2 separate regions of the Mus musculus genome follow, and region 1 is linked to region 2. A link is a contact called in public HiChIP or PLAC-seq data. All regions are on one chromosome and are shown on one strand. The core of a region is the stretch at or near the end of the contact, and the rest is flanking DNA. Distances in the headings are between cores, read along the strand shown.

Region 1 (5,817 bases), core at 1,804-4,303, 120 kb after region 2:
TCTCTCTCTCTCTCTGTGTGTGTGTGTGGGGGGGCTTGGAGCAGGAGCCCCAGCCTCAGGTTTGCAGCTTTCCAGGGTAGGTAGGTGCGGGTGTAGACTCGTCCCCTGTCTTATATTAATTACCTGCATTGCCTGATTAGGAAGGCCAACTGTATGCAACCCGAGGGCCATCACTGATGTGATGCTGGATCCTCAAGCACTGAGGATCCCCCCTGAGCAGACATGGCAGGGGTGCCCTACTCCATGCTGTCATGGTTTACTGACCTCCGACAAAATGCTTATAGTCTTTAAGGAATGTCAGAGCTGGAAGGGACCTCAGCAGTCCCTAACCTGTAACTTCCAGGAGGTATTTGGAGACCTAGAGATAAGGGAGTCCCAGTGAGTGTGTGCCATCGATCCCAGGCTTCCTGATGTCTAAACAGCATCCTCACTATCCCACATCCCACCACCCTTCCATGGGTACACCCAGAGCCCAGGCTCCAGCATGCCAGCCCGTGTCACATGACCCAAGGCTATTCCAGGATGCTGGAAGTGGAAGAGGCCAGCCATGCAAGGAGAAGCGTAAGGGAGGCACATAAAGGAAGGGACATTGGTGGCTTCCTAGTGAGGACATTGAAACTAGGACAACACCTGTGACAAAATAAATGGCAGCCAGAGAACATAAGACCTGAGAACAGATTCTTTAGCTCTCACCTTTCTTTTTTTTTTTTTTTTGTTATTTTTGTTTTGTTTTTCAAGACAGGGTTTCTCTGTGTAGCCCTGGCTGTCCTGGAACTCACTTTGTAGACCAGGCTGGCCTCGAACTCAGAAATCAGCCTGCCTCTGCCTCCCAAGTGCTGGGATTAAAGGCGTGTGCCACCACGCCCGGCAGCTCTCACCTTTCTTACTCTCTTCTCTAGCCCTCCTTCTCTCTCTCCCTTTCCCCTCTCTCCATGTGGCCATGGCTGGCTTCTCTCTTTGTACCTTCTCTCTGTTTCTCCCTTCCTTTCTACAATAAATCTCTAAAACCATTAAAAAACAAAAAACAAAACAAAAAATCAAAAAACTGAGAACAGACCAGAACATGGCCTCTGTGGATGCTGGCCTGCACATCACAGAACTTGGAGATGACTAGAGGAGACCCTTTAAAGATCTGAGGGAGAAGCTAAACCCACATGGGAAGTGGGCAAGCCGGGATCTGTCATATCCCTGCTTGATTCAGGGTAGCTCTTTGATTGGACCCTCCCTCTTTTATATTCCTTAGAGACAAGATGACAGGGATCAGGTTGGCTGTGGCTGCTAAGGAACAGGTGGGCGGTGCTAGCAAGGATCTGGAAAGTTATCCACTTCTAGGGTCCCCCTCTAGCTGGACTTGGGGGGCCTCACTTCCACTCCTATCCCAGAGCAATGAGAATTAGCACTCATGGGGCTCCCTCCCCTGTGCTCAGCTCTCTGCCCATCCTCAGGGCTTCCAGGTTCTCCAAGGAAGCCATGCTAACTGGCTTGCTGTGCCCCACGAGCTCCCTAGAGCAAACCTGACTTAGTTCTTGATCCTAGCAACTTGTGACATGAACACGTCAGGGATGTCACAGAAGGGGATGTAACTAGCTATCCAAAGTGATTGGCCCCTGACCACAGGCCTCTGCAGCCAAATTAGAGTGGATGAAAGGCCTGGATGCAGGCGCTGCTCTCTCTGGGGGAGAAGGGAGGGAAAGGTGATTACCCCATAGGTTTGAGGCTTTAATTGATTTGTATTTTTCCAGGCTGCTAAAGAAGATTAGATCGCAGTATGAAAAGCGCCTAGGGCTTAAAATAAATGAGCGGAGACGAAAGCCACTTCAAAAATGTCCAGGAAGCACACTGAACCCCCCCCCCCCCAGTGCAAGCTGCAGTGTGGCTGCTGCTTTCTTTGTTGGGGAGGCCTCATCTTTGCTTCCCCAGCTGACAAGTCTACCGAGGCCTGAGGCCTTTGAGGAAGCAGGTCTCGGGGACAGAGGGCTGCGCTGTGGCTTTACATGGGCAGGTGTCATTATCCCAGGTCAGAACGCTAGCTCTCAGCCTTGAGGCTCCCTCTGATTTCATTCTCAGCCCCTGGGCAAGACTTTTCCCCTTTGCTAGGCCTTAGCCTCTGTTTCTGTAAAAGGTGGGGGATTGGATAGAAACTCTTCAAGCTATTGAAACTTCCTCTCTGTGCCCAGCAGCTGTCGAGGGAAGAAATCCAGAAAGAGGAAATGACTTGCCCAAAGCCACCAGCTAACTCCTCTGGCCTGTCTTATTCTGCAGTGTCTTGTCTGTCTTCGGAGCAGAAGGTTTTCATCTGACTTGACACTGCCTGGTGCTGTGGCCCCCGGAGCCCCTGAGAGCTCCTCCAGCTTGACCCATGCAAACAGGTGAGCTACAGGAGCAGGAGTGACTCGGTCCCCAGCACTTGCTGCTCTTCCAGAGGGCCTGGGTTTAGTTCTCAGCACCTAGATCTATTGGCTCACTGCTTGCAACTCTGGCTCCAGGGTTCCAAAGTCCCTTTCCCAGCCTCTGCTCTTCCTCTGTCCCACCCTTATACACATTAATACATAAAGATAAAACTTGTGAGACAGGAACGATTGTTGTCCAAAGTGAGGTGAGATTAAGATTAGTCTAAAGATTAAGTGAGATATCACTATGTACCCACACTGTCCACTCCCTATAGGCCAGTCACTGTCGGGGACTTCAGGGTAGTTGTGGGAGGAATGCCTGAGTGTTCCCCACTGCTCAGGGTAGAAACTTAGGCTCACTGTAAATCTGTCAAATTTACAACATCTAGAGTTGGACTTGTGGCTATCATCGTAGGCTGTGTGTACCTCCCTCTGGGTTACTACACAGAGTCCTTCCTCCACGATGCCACCCTTGCCTCTTCCACAGCTACACGCAGCTTTCCTCCCCCTAGGCCAGGACACCTCCACCTCTTTCTCCCCCACTCCCATAGTGTTTTCGACCCAGCTCGTCGCCGGCGCTCCATCCCCCTTTACCCTGGTTTGACTTGGACTGGCCTTCGCCTCACAGAGTGCCCAGAAGCTTGCAGTGCCTCCGTGGGTGTGCGGCCCCGAGGGCGGGAAGGCCCCTCAGGAAATGGGCGTGGGCGGGGTCGAGGCCATAGAGGCCAGGCAGGCTTGGCCGATTGTGACCACAGGTGCTATGGCAACCCGGTCACATGACTCGGCCGGCCGCCCAAACCAGGAGACCCGCCCAGTTTCCCCCCACCCCCACCCCCATATGATCTGGGCGCATATGACTTTTCCTCCTGTAGAAACCGGTCCCACGTCTGCCCCAGCGTCTTTCATTTAAAGATGGGGAAACTGAGATCCAGGGAGCAGGGTCAGCTTCCAGCGCCCAGATCCGCACAGTTGGCTACACCAGAAGCAGGATTTATTCTGTCATCCGATCCCCCATTGCTCTGTAGCTCCACAGGCGTTCTGGGGTTTGCTTTGTGGCCCTGGGGAGGGAGAGCCGACTGCAGATCAGGACCTCGGTGGATGGAATCCGGGACCAGGACTCGCCCCAGCTGAGGCGCTCACCGATGACGCATAGCTTGGCGTCCCAGCAACGCCGTTACTAAGGAGCGGAGCGCTGTCGGAAACATGGATGCAACCACAGCCCCTCATCGCATTCCCCCGGAAATGCCTCAGTACGGGGAAGACTACTACATTTTCGAGATGATGCAGGTGATCAGGCGCCCGAGGATAGGGAATACGGCTACCGGGCCGGGCCGGCAGCATGGTCTGGGGGGAAATCCCTTTCCTCAGTTTCCCCACCTGTGAAATGGCGCAGTAGTCTCCAGGGCCTCTTCTGGCATTGTATGGGAAACCTCAGCCGGTTCCTGAGCCCTGAGTCTTACCTAAGCTGGGCCTTGGAAGCCCTAACAAGCTAGGCTCACCCACCTCACTCCAAGACCAGTTAAAGAGATAAGCAACAGAAAAAAAGAAAAAGTCAGAGAAAGGCTTATTTCCTGTGACCACAATGGAAGGAGGAACACGTTCAAGAAGTTCAGTGACCTGCTTCCCGGGGCTAGTTTTGGGGTCCACACAAGTCTAGTGTGATCCCGCACCTCACTGACCCATATCTGTCTCCGTTCCACTCCCTCCTGCAAGGTGGTCTGACAAGTTGGAGGAAAACTTCCCAGGAGACCCGCCCCTCTGGCTGGTGCCAGCCTTTTCCTTCTCCTGGCATGAGGTTCCTGGGAAATTCCAGTTCCCAGGACCAAACCGATTGTCTCAGCCGTCAGGCAAAAGACACATGTGTTTTGTCTCATGAGGGTGTCTTTGACCCTGTTAGGACAAGTAGGGGACCGTATAAGTTTTAGATGGCATCCCTATCCAGGTGGTCTCCTCTGGGGCAGCATATTTTCTACATAGCCTCTATCCTCAGAATTGGCCTTTTGAAAGCCCTCGTCCCTCATCCCTTATACTAGCTCCCAGCTTGTCCTGGTTCCCAGGCAACTGTGGCCTTCAGCCAAACCATATCCCCATCTATGTGTGCTCCAGTTTTTGACTTGTGCTCTCCAGAGGTGAAAGTGACTTTTAGGGGCTGGACCGATGAGCTGTCTAACAGTCAGTGATTCTGGGGGCCGCAGGCAAACTAGAGCTCAGTTTCTAGTACCCTATACTGCAAGCCTAGCATGCACACGCGCACACGTGCGCACACACACACACACACACACACACACAGACAGAGAGAGAGAGAGAAGGAGGGGGACACCGTGCTGGCACATGAGCCCAGGCCAAGGAGCCTGAGTCTACTGAGCAAGCTCCTTTGGAAAGTGTTAATGGAGGGGAGACCAAGGAGTGGCCAGCCACAAATAAAACAGCAAATCTGGGGGCACGAGAGGGGTGATATATGATCCTGGCCTGCTTTCTTGTTGGATTGGTGGGGCGATAACCAGAATACTTTATCTTATTATCATTTATTTTCAAATAATCTTAGACTTGGGAAGTTATAAAAATGGCGTTCACCTCTTGTCTAGCTTAGGCCGTGTAACCTTGGTCTTCTCAAAGCCGTGAAGCAGAAGTGGGTGCAGTGCTTGAGCCTCCACTGCAGGCTTCTCCTGGATCTCACCCCCTTTCACCTGCTCTTGGGTTTCTGTGGTGGTGTGTACAGCTCTGTGACGTTTTATCAGATGTCTGTGGCTCTCATGGGATTCACAGATCCACTGCTGTTCATCCGTGATAACAGACTGTCCTCAGACTTGGCTTCTTTTTGTCTTGTCCTGAGAAGGACTCATGGCCTTATCAGCCCGAAGCATGCAGATGTGTTACCTGTGTAACCTCTTAGTCAAGAAGTGAACACAACATCTCTAAGCACAGAGCCAGCCCAGCTGTGCCACTGAACGAATGGTAGGGGGCTGGGGAAGGAGGGCTGAGGCCCCAAGAAGAGGAGGGACTTTCGGATGAGATCTAGAGTCTAAACAGGACTCCCCATTGGTGCTCTTGACTACTCTGCACCTCATTGTCCTCATTGGCCCTTCCTACCTCTCCTGCAGCCCAGCTGCTGTCAGCTCTCCAGTTCCCTGGTGTGCCACTCTGAAAACTGCTTCCTCTGACGTGTTTGCTCAGTTGGTTAAATGGCCAACATCCAGGACTATTTAACTGCTTGGCTGATAAGTATTCTGTCCCACTTTGGAGAGACTCAGCCACTAGTGAGGGCTTCGTTTCGTGGCTAGCATCTGCACTGGGTACCTACTGTAATTGTGTAGACAGGGAGGACCGCAAAACCCATGGAGTGTCGAGCAGGAATAGGAGAGGCAGGGAACAGAGGTACACATGCAGGCCTGTGCAGGAGCAGAGAGCAGCAGGGGTTTATCTGGTG
Region 2 (5,874 bases), core at 2,151-4,650:
CGAACGCTTTTCATTTAGTCTTCTCTGTACAGATATCCTGACTGCTGGTTTCCCTCCCTCCTGGCCTCCCAGTTCCTCCCTCTCACACCTCCCCTCTCCCCAAGATCCACTCCTCCAACTCCTTTCAGAAAAGAGCAGAACTTCCAGGAATATCAGCTAAACATGGCATAACAAGATGCAATTAGACTAGGTACAAACAAACCCTCATATCAAGGCTGGACAAGGCAACCCAGTAGGAGGAATGGGTCCCAGAAGCAGGCAAAGACTCAGTGACAGCCCCTGCTCCCAGTGTTGGGAATCCCACAAGAAGACTAAGCTACACAACCATAACATATATGCAGAGGACCTTGCTCAGACCATACAAGCTCCCTGATTGTCCCTTCAGTCTCTGAGCCCCCGTGAGCCCTGCTTAGTTGATTCTGTGGGGCAAGTAGGACTCTTTTTTTTTTTTTGGTTTTTCGAGACAGGGTTTCTCTGTGTAGCCCTGGCTGTCCTGGAACTCACTTTGTAGACCAGGCTAGAACTCAGAAATCTGCCTGTTTCTGCCTCCCGAGTGCTGGGATTAAAGACATGTGACACCACGCCCGGCTAGGACTCATTTTTAAACCCAAGTTTATTCATGTTTAAGTAGTAAAGAGAATGAAGTCAAAGAGGCTCCTTCCAATAGGTTACAAAGTGAGAGATAACAGCTAATTAAGTAAAATCCATCACCTATCAAGTGCAGGTGCCACACCACAGGCAGGGTTACTGTCCTGTTTACTACTGAATAGACAGAAGCTTTCAGACTGACTAAGGTAGGGCCAACCAAGCCAAAAACTACCCACCTGCTCCAGGACTCAATTGATAGTCTCTGGCAGTCATTGCTTATTATTACCAATAGCCTTCAAGGCCCCAGTTCCTTCTTCTTAAAGAAAAAAGAAACAAACAACCCCCCACCCTCCCACTGAATAGTGTCCACCTCATATATGATACTGTTACGAGTATTAAATTAAAACAGTGGTGCCTAACTCCTGGTAAGTACTAACACCTACATGTGAACAGATGCTTGCCCCACATTTGGTAAGAGGCATGCAGTGAGTGTCAGCTGTGTGTGTGTGAACAGAGAGTGTGTACTGGCGCAATCCACTGGCCACCCATAAGTTTAACTCCTGACTCCCAGTACTCAGGATAGGGGCCTTCAGGAAGCGCTCAGTAGCAAGTTAGGGAAAACATGAAAGTTAAAAGAAGCCTGAGGGCTGGAGAGATGACTCACAAGTTAGGAGCTGTTTCCAGACTGGAGTTCAGTTCCCAGCACCCAAACATTGGATATAGTGCACAACCACCTGTAATCACAGCACTAAGTGGTCCAACGCCCTCTTCTGGCTTTCACAATCACCTGGATACACAACTAAAAATAAGGTTAGAATCTTGAAAACGGCAGCCTCATTCCTCAGGCACCCTTCTCATAAAACGCACAGTTCTGACCTACCAGAGCAGGGATGAGCCCAGCCATGGCCTGACACATTAGGACGACTTCAGAAACCCAAGAAAAATGTAAGAATGGAAGACTGTCTATATCAGGCAACCCTGGGGTAAGGGAGAACAAGGATTCTCTCAATATCATAACATCCATCAGTTCTTATCCACACCCATAAAAAAGTGGAGCAGCAGCTCAGACTGTATTTGTGCTGGAATTCATTTTCCTGTCATACCAGTAGCAATGTCTGGCTTAGCCTTTCTTACCTGCCCCCTTATCTGGAAAAAGGAAAGAAAAATAGTATCTAGTTCACTAGGATATTATTAGGACGTTTTGTTGTTTGTTCTTTTGAGACAGAGTTTCTTTGTTAGCTCATGCTGTCCTGGAACTTGATCTGTAGACCAGGCTGGCCTTAAACTCAAAGATCCACCTGCCTCTGCCTCTGTAATGCTGGGATTAAAGGTGTGGGTCACTACTGCCCAGCTTCATTAGGACTTAACCAAATACTTGATAAATTTTTATAAAATGGGGAATCTGTACAGATATTAGTACAGAGGTAAACAAGAGAGATCCTAGCTCGGTTTACAGCCCCAGGGCCAAGTAATAAATGTAATACATGAACAGGTAATACATGTATCAAACTGAAATCTGAGTGGAATTATCAACGGAAGGAGCCAGAATCTGCTTATGCTAAGATGTTCAGGGAAATCATTTCTAAAGAAACAATTCCAAGATTCCACAGAGCATCACTTTAGGTCCACTACTTGTTGTGTGGTTATGTGGCCTGTTTACTTGTAAAATGCAGATGTTGTCAGTTCCGGCCCTGGGGATTGAAAGGACTGTGGCATGTTAAAAAATAAATAAATAAAAATTAAAAAATGCCGGCCCGTGGTGGCGCACGCCTTTAATCCCAGCACTCGGGAGGCAGAGGCAGGCGGATTTCTAGTTCGAGGCCAGCCTGGTCTACAGAGTTCCAGTACAGCCAGGGCTGTAAGAGAAACCCTGTCTCAGGAAAAAAAAAAAAAAAAAGCCGGGCAGTGGTGGCACACGCCTTTAATCCCAGCACTTGGGAAGCAGAGGCAGGCGGATTTCTGAGTTCGAGGTCAGCCTGGGCTACACAGAGAAACCCTGTCTCGAAAAAACCAAGGGGGGGCGGGAGAGCACTTTGTACGTGCTAACCACATAATACAACGCCGGCGAATTGTGTCACTTTTAGTTTCAACTACAGGTGGTGGAAAAGTTCTCTTTCCTCCCGTGCCTCGGTTTTCTGCCGAGAGCAATAAGGTCAGAGCAGCTCACTGTCCTGGGATAGATGCCAAGCATGCTACTCACATTTGGGGACAGAAAGAAAATACCGCCTAGTTCACAACAGGTCCTAGAGCTTGCCTAAACTCTCCGTTGCCACGGAAACCGCTCTCCCGCCCGGTGGTCCCGCCCATTCAGTAGACACGATTCCTTTCCCGCGGTCCCGGAGTTTCCCAGCTCCTTACTCGAGAGACGCTTTCCTCGCCGCCCAGGGTCTGTAGCATCTTGGCCTCGTTACGTACTACGCCCGGGTACTCCACGCACACCAAGCGCCGTTCCCGCCGCAGGTCCACAGGGATGGCGGCCTTCGGGTCCGCATCCGGCTCCGCCGCCGCCATGCCTACTAGTCTGGTTCCAGCCCGCCGCGGTCCGTTCTCAAATGGCTCCGCGAGGCCTCACCTCAAAGGTTCCGCGAAGGAATTGTTCCGGTCCTCCTTACCTTTCTCGTCTCCTTAAATCATGGAGACTCGAAGGCCTCCAGGAAGAAGTGCGTCGCCGCAACTGTTTATTTTGCTACACCACACAGAACTGGGGGCTTTTTAATTTAAAATGAAGAGGGTTGGACAAAGGGGCGAGACGAGGGCGTATCCCACCAGCCGACCCAACCAAGACAAGCCAGGATTCGACCGGGTTTTTCCGGATATCCCGTCCAATGAGAGCTTGAAGACGTGCCCCAGGCGTCCTCTGGCCCGCCTCTCATCCCTGAGCTGGTTTTCGGCTGTCAAAGAAAAAGCAGTCCACTGAGTCCTCTTAGCCTTGCTCCTGTGTGCATGTATTTAGGGCTGAGTGCAACTGTAAATTAACAAATTGATAACTTCTTATCATCACACCTCTGTGAGTTTAATACACAAGCTTCAAAGCCTTTGTTGTCATCTTGCAGAGATGACAGTAAAATATTAGATGCACATCGCATCCCATATTAGGATGTACGCACAGCATGCTTAGCAAAATTTGCAACATAGGCTACTCACCTGTTGGTTCTGTGAGGGTCTGATTAGATAGGTAAGTCTGCTGAACTCGGTGCTTCTACCTCTGAATGAGAAGAAGTTCGGTTCCTGAACCTACAAAGCTGCTTCTAAGCTACATGGAGCCTCGGTAAACCCCTCATCCAATGTAGCAACACTCTCAATATTCAGCTGTCATCTCTTCTCCTTATGATATAAACATGATCTTAGAAAGCGATCTCACGTTGTTCCTGTTCTCAGCGGGACCCTCACCCCTCTTTCCCCCCACCACCTAGCTGTCAGCTTCTCTTCATCACTTAGGTTTATGTATAGGCTTTATCTCCCCTGGGGATCCACCATGATAACCTAAACCTAGTCTGCTGATTTCCTTGGTGCACTCGGCACTCAGACGCACACATCGGGGAGCACAGCCTTATTTGCTTAATGCTGGCCTTGCTTTACTGTGTTGGCAGCTTCCTAAAGGTAAGTATTGCTTTGCTGCGGACCTCTCAGACCTGAACACGGGGGTAGACACAGAGTATACATTCACTAAAGATGTTGTGAGCCAGTGAATGAATGAGGCGACACTTTCATGACTCATTCAATCCAGGCCTAGATCGACACGTGGCCACAGAACACTGAATCAATCTCATTCTAGAGAGGCATGTCCGTATGTGAACAGGAACCACGGAGAAGGGCAGGAGGGGAGACAAAGACAAGGACCAACCTGAGGTCCTCAGGCCAAGCTTCTGAGAGAAAGAGACTTGGTCCTGCCTGGGATCCAAGCCAGATCTGGCGCACAGACCCTCACAAACAAAAACTTACCTATCTAATCAGACCCTTCAGACTGGAAGCTGAGAAGAGCCAAAAGGATCAGGCAGCTAATGAAAGCAGTGTCCACACATTTAGCATTTAGGAAATGCAGTCTCCTGCATGCCTGGGTCTGTGGGGAGTGGATGATGAATCAGAAAGCCTGTCCTTCTAGAACTCACATTGAGTAGCAAGAACAACTAGCAAAGGAATTGGAGGCTGAGACGCTGTTCAGTGATGGAAGAGGTGCTTACTGTTCAAGGTGTTGAGTCCCATCTCTAGGCTCCCTCCCACCTACCATTACACCTAGAAAAGATAACGTTGAGGAAAAATCAAGCCCATGGCATTTACCCATCTTTCTGCATCCAGCCTCTTCAGATTCAGTTTTCCAACAGGCCCTGGCACACAAGGTGAATTTTACAAGGCTCAGAACTGGGGCGCACTAGTTTGGTGACCAACACCCCTTCAGCCACTGCTCTAGGACCAAGGACGTTCTGGGCCTTAGCTGTCTAAATGTGCTCGCAAATCTCAGGTCCTGCTCCTGATACATAGACTTGGAGAAGGGCAGATGTCCTAGCCCCTGAGATGACCCAAGGCAATGGAAAGGGGATGCTGGCTGTGTAGCAGAGCCTAAATCCACAGGAAAGCATCGTCAGGCAAGCAGCATAACACTCCTATCCAGGGCTTTGCAGAACGCTGAATATTGTTGGCAGTGTGCCTTTGGAGGAACCAGGAGTGGGGAAAGTACTAGCCTTTTATCAACTAGTGAAAAGGAAATCTTTGGAAAATATTTTTCTGAGCTTCAACAGAGATGCGGTATAACTCATTGTATTCTCAAGGTCAGTCCACAGTGCACATAGTAGGTGCTTTCTTTAATATTCCCTTGCTAGGCGTTGAGTCTCCTTGGACTGGATGAGAAGTGTAATGTTTCCTTTTGGCCATCAGATGGCGACAGAACATTCACATGGGCAAGCCCTCCATCTGCTGGCGGTAAGTGGTCATGACATCCTGGAAGATGGAGAAGTTGCTGCACTAAGAAACCCCAGTTCAAGCCTGAGGTCTCCTGAGTTCAGGAGCCCCCTGAAAGGCTTATGCTAGTCCCAGGGCCAGTATTCTTGCTGTCCATCTGCTCCATCTGTGCCCACTTATACACATGTTCAGGGTCTCATCATTGGATGACAATGACCGACAATGGAGTCTTTCACAGGCTTCTCTTCCAAAAAGAACAAACCATGTCACTGGGCATTGTCCTTCCCGGTCAGCTTGTCATTCCAAAGCAAAATGGAACCATGAACAAGACCAGGTTTCAGAGCTTGTTCGTAGATATAGTTTATGTTGCCTAGTTAAATATTTCCAAAA

Evidence for each region. HiChIP or PLAC-seq counts read pairs in DNA pulled down with a chosen protein or histone mark.
Region 1: an HNF4G HiChIP or PLAC-seq map of pancreatic cancer cells shows a contact between it and region 2. The contact joins the promoter of Spaca9 here to the promoter of Gtf3c5 in region 2. A contact is called at or near these places in 5 of 39 promoter capture datasets (embryonic stem cells, liver, pre-B cells and 1 more), 1 of 15 datasets of contacts at CTCF or cohesin (the G1E-ER4 cell line), 4 of 484 Hi-C or Micro-C datasets (the Ba/F3 cell line and the G1E-ER4 cell line), 2 of 115 datasets of contacts at active chromatin or transcription factors (memory CD8 T cells and pancreatic cancer cells) and 3 of 9 other capture datasets (adipose tissue, liver and pancreatic islet).

What each region holds. Positions count from the first base shown.
Region 1 is chr2:28,696,598-28,702,414 of GRCm38.p6, forward strand. It overlaps Spaca9 (sperm acrosome associated 9), which reads right to left and starts at 3,054. Exons shown (of 5, transcript NM_027283.1): 1 at 2,985-3,054. It overlaps Ak8 (adenylate kinase 8), which reads left to right and starts at 3,564. Exons shown (of 13, transcript NM_001033874.2): 1 at 3,564-3,677. The coding sequence starts at 3,594.
Region 2 is chr2:28,579,879-28,585,752 of GRCm38.p6, forward strand. It overlaps Gtf3c5 (general transcription factor IIIC, polypeptide 5), which reads right to left and starts at 3,401. Exons shown (of 12, transcript NM_148928.3): 1 at 2,947-3,401. The coding sequence starts at 3,099.